Linked DNA regions of Gossypium hirsutum: region 1 is linked to region 2. Evidence: chromatin contacts called from public Hi-C data. All regions are on one chromosome and are shown on one strand. The core of a region is the stretch at or near the end of the contact, and the rest is flanking DNA. Distances in the headings are between cores, read along the strand shown. Region 1 holds the start of LOC107930517 (protein GRAVITROPIC IN THE LIGHT 1). Region 2 holds the start of LOC107926116 (autophagy-related protein 8f).

What was found. Hi-C and Micro-C count contacts between places; a contact is called where the count stands out from the background.
Region 1: a contact with region 2 is called in a Hi-C map of leaf, with 3 times the contacts expected there. The contact joins the promoter of LOC107930517 here to the promoter of LOC107926116 in region 2. A contact is called at or near these places in 9 of 34 Hi-C or Micro-C datasets (callus, hypocotyl, leaf and 1 more).

What each region holds. Positions count from the first base shown.
Region 1 is chrA08:4,017,033-4,019,885 of Gossypium_hirsutum_v2.1, forward strand. LOC107930517 (protein GRAVITROPIC IN THE LIGHT 1) reads left to right here and starts at 1,286. Exons shown (of 1, transcript XM_041075659.1): 1 at 1,286-2,853. The coding sequence starts at 1,535. The coding sequence ends at 2,659.
Region 2 is chrA08:3,763,032-3,765,841 of Gossypium_hirsutum_v2.1, forward strand. It overlaps LOC107926116 (autophagy-related protein 8f), which reads left to right and starts at 1,390. Exons shown (of 6, transcript XM_016856919.2): 1 at 1,390-1,573; 2 at 1,709-1,759; 3 at 1,855-1,910. The coding sequence starts at 1,723.

The sequences.
Region 1 (2,853 bases), core at 36-2,535, 250 kb after region 2:
GCCGTAATGCAACAGCTGCCTCTCCGTTCAGATTTACGGTCAAATTGCAGTCTTTGTTTTTTTTTTTTTTTTACAAGATTAATATTCATGCTCTCACACTTGGAGCCTGTTCATGTAACACATTACATATAAAGAGAGTTGTCCAAATAAAAGATAACTTTACTATTAATGATTTAAACTCTGAGTGAATTCTATAGGTGAATTCACCTTTAATCATCAAACTAAATAAGAAAGGTCAATATTATTTAAGATGAGATAAATATGTTATATATCCTGAATTTTTAATAAATTTGGAATTTAATTTATGTATTTTTCTTTTTATGAATTTATTTTTTTTATTGTTTAAATTTTAAATTTTAAGTTTAATTATTAATATTTTTAAATTTTTTATTAAATTTGTTGGTATGATATTTTAAAGTTGAAAAAAATTTAGTTAATAGTTATATAATCAAAAATTGACTTTGTAATAAATTTGATTTTAATAAAAAAATTTATAATATTAATAATTAAACTTACATTTTTAAATCTGAACAACAGACAGATTAAATTTTTTAAAATATAAAAAATTTAAATTTAAATATACTAAAATTATAAAAACTTAAAACATATTTTAACTTCTAAAATTTGATAATTAATATATAAATTAATACTAAATTATTATAATATATTTGAGAAGGTAAAGACGAGGAAAAAGTCGGACAGATCAAGAAACCAGAACGTTCTGTCACATAAAAGGATATACTCGGCTGTCATTGTAGCCTTGCCACATATTACCGTTACCCAAAAGTCCGCAAAATTAGGGGCTAACACAACATTAAGAACAAAAAAAAAAATTAATACATAATTAAAAAAATAACAAAAAGGAACCCTAGAATAAGCAACTAATTAATTTATTTCCATATGATTTAATTTTTTAAAAGATAATTTTCTTGTTTTATTTTAAAATTTAATTATTTTTTGTGAAAATTTTAATTAATTTTAAACATTTTAGAATGGATATTAAAAAAAACAATAAATACAGGAAAAGATGCACGTTCAAACACTAGAGGGTGAAACTTCAAATTTCATGAATTAATATCTTATTAATTGAATTAGATTTTCTAATTTTATTAATATTATTTGAATAAAATTAATTAATCAAATTAATTGAATTGAGGTACTAGTTTGTACTCTGTGACGTAGTTGGCAAGGCTCGGCCCTTAAAATAGAAAATTTTCAATTTTTTACTTTTATTTTTTTAAAAATTTTATTTAATTTAATTCAACAAAACAGTTTGGATTGAAGCGATGAAACTTGTGACTTGATGAATTGAAGTAGCGATAGGATTGTGAAAGTATAGAGCTTGGAGTTAATACATACCTTACTTTGAAGGCATCCAAAGAACAAAAATCCAAAAGCAAAGTAGCACTTGCCCCCTTTCCATCAACAAAACCAGAGGCAGAAATAGCCAAAGCAAAGGGAAAAAACCAAGTTAAAAAAAGAGACCTTTTCCTGTATTTTCTTCATTTTTTTCATTGCCATTTGTATTACAGAAATGAATGGCTATGAAGCTCCAATAACACCCATTAAACCCCCTCAAATCTCTGAAATGTTTCAAAAATTCGCTTTGGCTTTCAAGACCAAAACTTTCGAGTTCTTCGCCGATGAAGACAATCACAACAACGGCAGCCACCTTTCAGACTCCGATGGATTCTCCCTCCTCGACTCCGCTGAAGACTTCATCACCGACCAAAAAGTCGTCGTCATCAAGCCTGACCGACCGCCCAATTCTTCTTCTTCCTCGATGAATAACGGTTCCCACCGTGGAACCATCGACACCCAGATCGCTGAATGCTTGGTTTCTTCCGTTTTTGCTGCTGTTTCTTCCTTTGAAGCTTCCTACCTTCAGTTACAAACCTCGCAAGTGCCCTTCGTGGAGGAAAGCGTGAAAGCAGCTGATAGAGCTTTGGTTTCTCATCTCCAAAGATTGTCTGATTTGAAGCGTTTTTACATGGAATTGCGGAGGAATCCGAGTTCCCAAGTCGCATCGTCTCTCGGGTCTTGCTTGGAAGCTCAAGTGCAAGAAAATCAAAGCAAGTTGAGGAGTTTGGAAACGGTTTCGAACCGCTTGCAAGAAGAAATTGATGAAAAAGACAATGAAGTCTCGGTTTTGAGGAAGAAATTAGCTGAGATTCATTGGGGTAACACCAAGTTGTCCAAGAAATTATCTGGTAACCTCAATTCAGCTTGTGATGTTCTTTTAACTGTTAGGGTATTTCATTCCGTTTTGCATGATGCTTGCAGAGCAACTCATAAGTTCAGTAAGATTTTGATTGGTTTGATGATAAAAGCTGGGTGGGATCTTGATTTGGTTGCCAATTCGATTTATCCTGATATTGATTATGCTAAGAAAGGGCACACTAGATTTGCTTTTCTATCTTATATATGTTTGGGGATGTTTTGTGGTTTTCATTCTGAAGGTTTCAGTTTGATTGAAAATGAAGCTCTATGTAATGGGAATAAGGGTACTTGTTCACTAAAGCAGCTACTCGAACACGTATCGAGCAACCCCATGGAGTTAATAAGTAAGAACCAAAGCTGTGAATTCTCAAGATTTTGTGAGAAGAAGTATCAAGACCTAATTCATCCCACCATGGAGTCATCTATTTTCAGCAATTAGGACCGAAATGAAGCCGTGTTGAATTCATGGCGCTCGTTGAGCGTATTCTATGAGTCATTTGTTTGCATGGCTAGTTCCATATGGACACTTCACAAGCTGGCCTTTTCATTTGAACCCGTGGCGGAGATATATCAAGTTGAAAGGGGACTCGATTTTTCGATGGTATACATGGAAGATGTCACCAAGAGATATAA
Region 2 (2,810 bases), core at 140-2,639:
AAAATAGAAATTTATTAAAATTATTTAAATTTTTTTAAAAAATAAAAAAAATCTGTATTATATAGTTTTTTAAAAAAATTAAAATTATTAAAAATTAATTAATTACTTATGTGGGATTCATGTAGCTATCTATGTTTATGTCTACGTTAGCAAAGTTAATATTTGTCAACATTTTCATTCATTTTAAGGTGATTTGATAAAAAAAATCACAAGCATAAATTGTGCAAGAAGTCTTGCAGCTAAAAAGCCGTGCGTTCAAAGTTTAAAATAGACAAAAAATTAAATGAATGACTAAAATAATTTTTTTTATAAAATTGGAGGATTAAATAATCATTATGCTTAATTATGAAGTAACAAATATTAATATAATGATATTTTTTTTATCTTTTTATGCTTTTTAATAAAATAATACTATAATATAATTTAAACATATTTAAACTTTTAATTTAACCATTCAATTAATATCTTAAAGTAAATTTATTATAAATTTATTATTTATATAATTATTATTTATATAATTTTTTTTCACCCATAAGTTGATGCGCCATTGAACTAGTTTATATATATAACTTTTTTTTAATATAAATATCGTTTTCAAAAATATATATCAAATTCCTAAAGTCAAGCAATCATCTTTGGTTGAATTTGATGTTATAAGTTAAGGATAGATTGTAATAAATTAAATACAAATATTTAAATATTTCAATTTTTAAAAAATAATTACCGTTCAAAATTAATACTTATTTAAATGTTAGCTTTTTCAATTTAAGAAAAAAAAATGTTATTAATTCATATTTTATTAATTTAGCTTTTTTTTAGTTAAATTTGATTCTAACCTTTTTAAAAAAAGTTAAATTTAACAATTAAACTTTTAAAAAGAAATCAAAATGACTTTTTTTATAATACTAACTAAAATGTTAAAATTTTAAACACGGCAACTTACATGATCATTCAGGTGTACTCCATATTGTTTTTTTTGAATTTTTTATATTTTTAATTTTATAATTTTTGAATTATTTGTTGACAAATGATGTTATGTTAGCATGATATGTACATAAACTGCTATGTGTGTGGCTGATGTTATAATTTAATATTTTAGTCATCATTTTTATTAAAAGAATTTGACTATTTTTTGAGAATTCAAGAGTTCGATTTTGTTAAAAAAATAAAAACTAAATTAACAAAAAAAAATATAAACATGGACGATTAAAATTTTTTCAAACTTATCATTTGCAACCGTAATCATTGAAGTCCTCGCTGAAGACCCGACTCACAAGGCCCGACCCGAGTCTAATCACATAAAACGAACCGCAGGAGAAGCCAGAAGGCCCAAACCTATTATCGTCTTTTCACTTTTATTTATTCATATTTATTTTTAATATTTAAAGACAATAATAGCTTAGCAAGTCTGGATCTCTTTAATTCAGTCTCTTAGTTTTCGTGTTCTTGTTGTTTACTTCTAAGTCTCTTGATTTATCGATTTTATTTTTCATTCAGCTGAAAAGAAAATTTGAAAAAAAGATTATTATTATTTTTTATTTTTTGCATTTGGATTCCTCAAAATCGAATAACGGTTCGTATGTTCGTATGTTGAGATTTTAAAATTTTGTTGTCTCGATTTTGAATTTAAGTTCTAGGTTTTTTGAAAAAATTTCTTTTTTCTTTTTCATGTCTATTTGTTGAAATTGTGTATTTGCTTATTGTGCAGAGGTACTCAGCACAATGGCTAAAAGTAGCTTCAAGATCGAGCATGACTTTGGTATTTACTGATATTTGTGTATTAGTATTAGTTTTTGTTATTGATTTAGCTAATTTTTGGTTGGCTTTGTTAATTTATGGCTTCTTGATGTTTAGAGAAAAGGTGCGCTGAGGCTGCAAGAATTAGGGTAAAATACCCAGATAGAATTCCAGTAAGAATCAATCATTAACTATATCTGTTTTATTATTTTTAAATTTTTTCTGATGTTAAAATATTAATTTTGATTGTTCTATCGCTTGTTTTTCCTTGGTTTATGCAGTGCCATATGTTTTTAACTTTTAAATTTTGTTGAGAATTTCTGTTAGGTATCAGTTTATGTTCCATATTTTAGATCAAATGACAATTTCCATATACCAACTTTAGGGGTAGGACTAGTCTGGCTTGTATTTCCTTGACTTTGTAGTGTAATATTCCACTGTGTTGTTAAGGCGTGTGTGCACCTTGGCTACCTACGATTTTGTGCTTGCAGCATAACGGTAATGATACGTATTGTGTCAATGTCAGTTATATGCTTTGTTTGATGTATGTTCTTGGGATATGGCTCAAGGATTTTAAGCAATTATTTGACAGATGAATTGGCAATACTGTCATTACTGTGTAGACAGGATTGCAGTCCCTTTGTTTGCTATTGGACCATGTTGTTAAGGCATGCATCTATTAACATCATGTGATACTTATTGTGTTGTGCTTGCAGCATAGTAATATATGTTGCGTTAATATCAGTCATTTGCTTTGTTTTTAATGTATGTTCGTGAGAATTGGCTTGAGGATTTCAAGCAATAGTTGAATATTTGTATAGGTTGGATTGTCGTTACTTTCTAGACATTATTGAATGAATAGAACGATATCATGTAACAACTTTTTGTTTCGGGAAAACCTGTGCCTGTTTTAAGCTGGTGAAAAGGAAAACTTTTGCTATTTAGGGCATGGCTAAATTAGAACAGCTAATTATGAGGCATTGAATAATTTAAAATGTCAATAAAGATTAAATTCCCTTCAGATACTCTATGCCTCCCTGCTGAGGAGGAGAAAAAGGCCCTTTAAGGAGGAA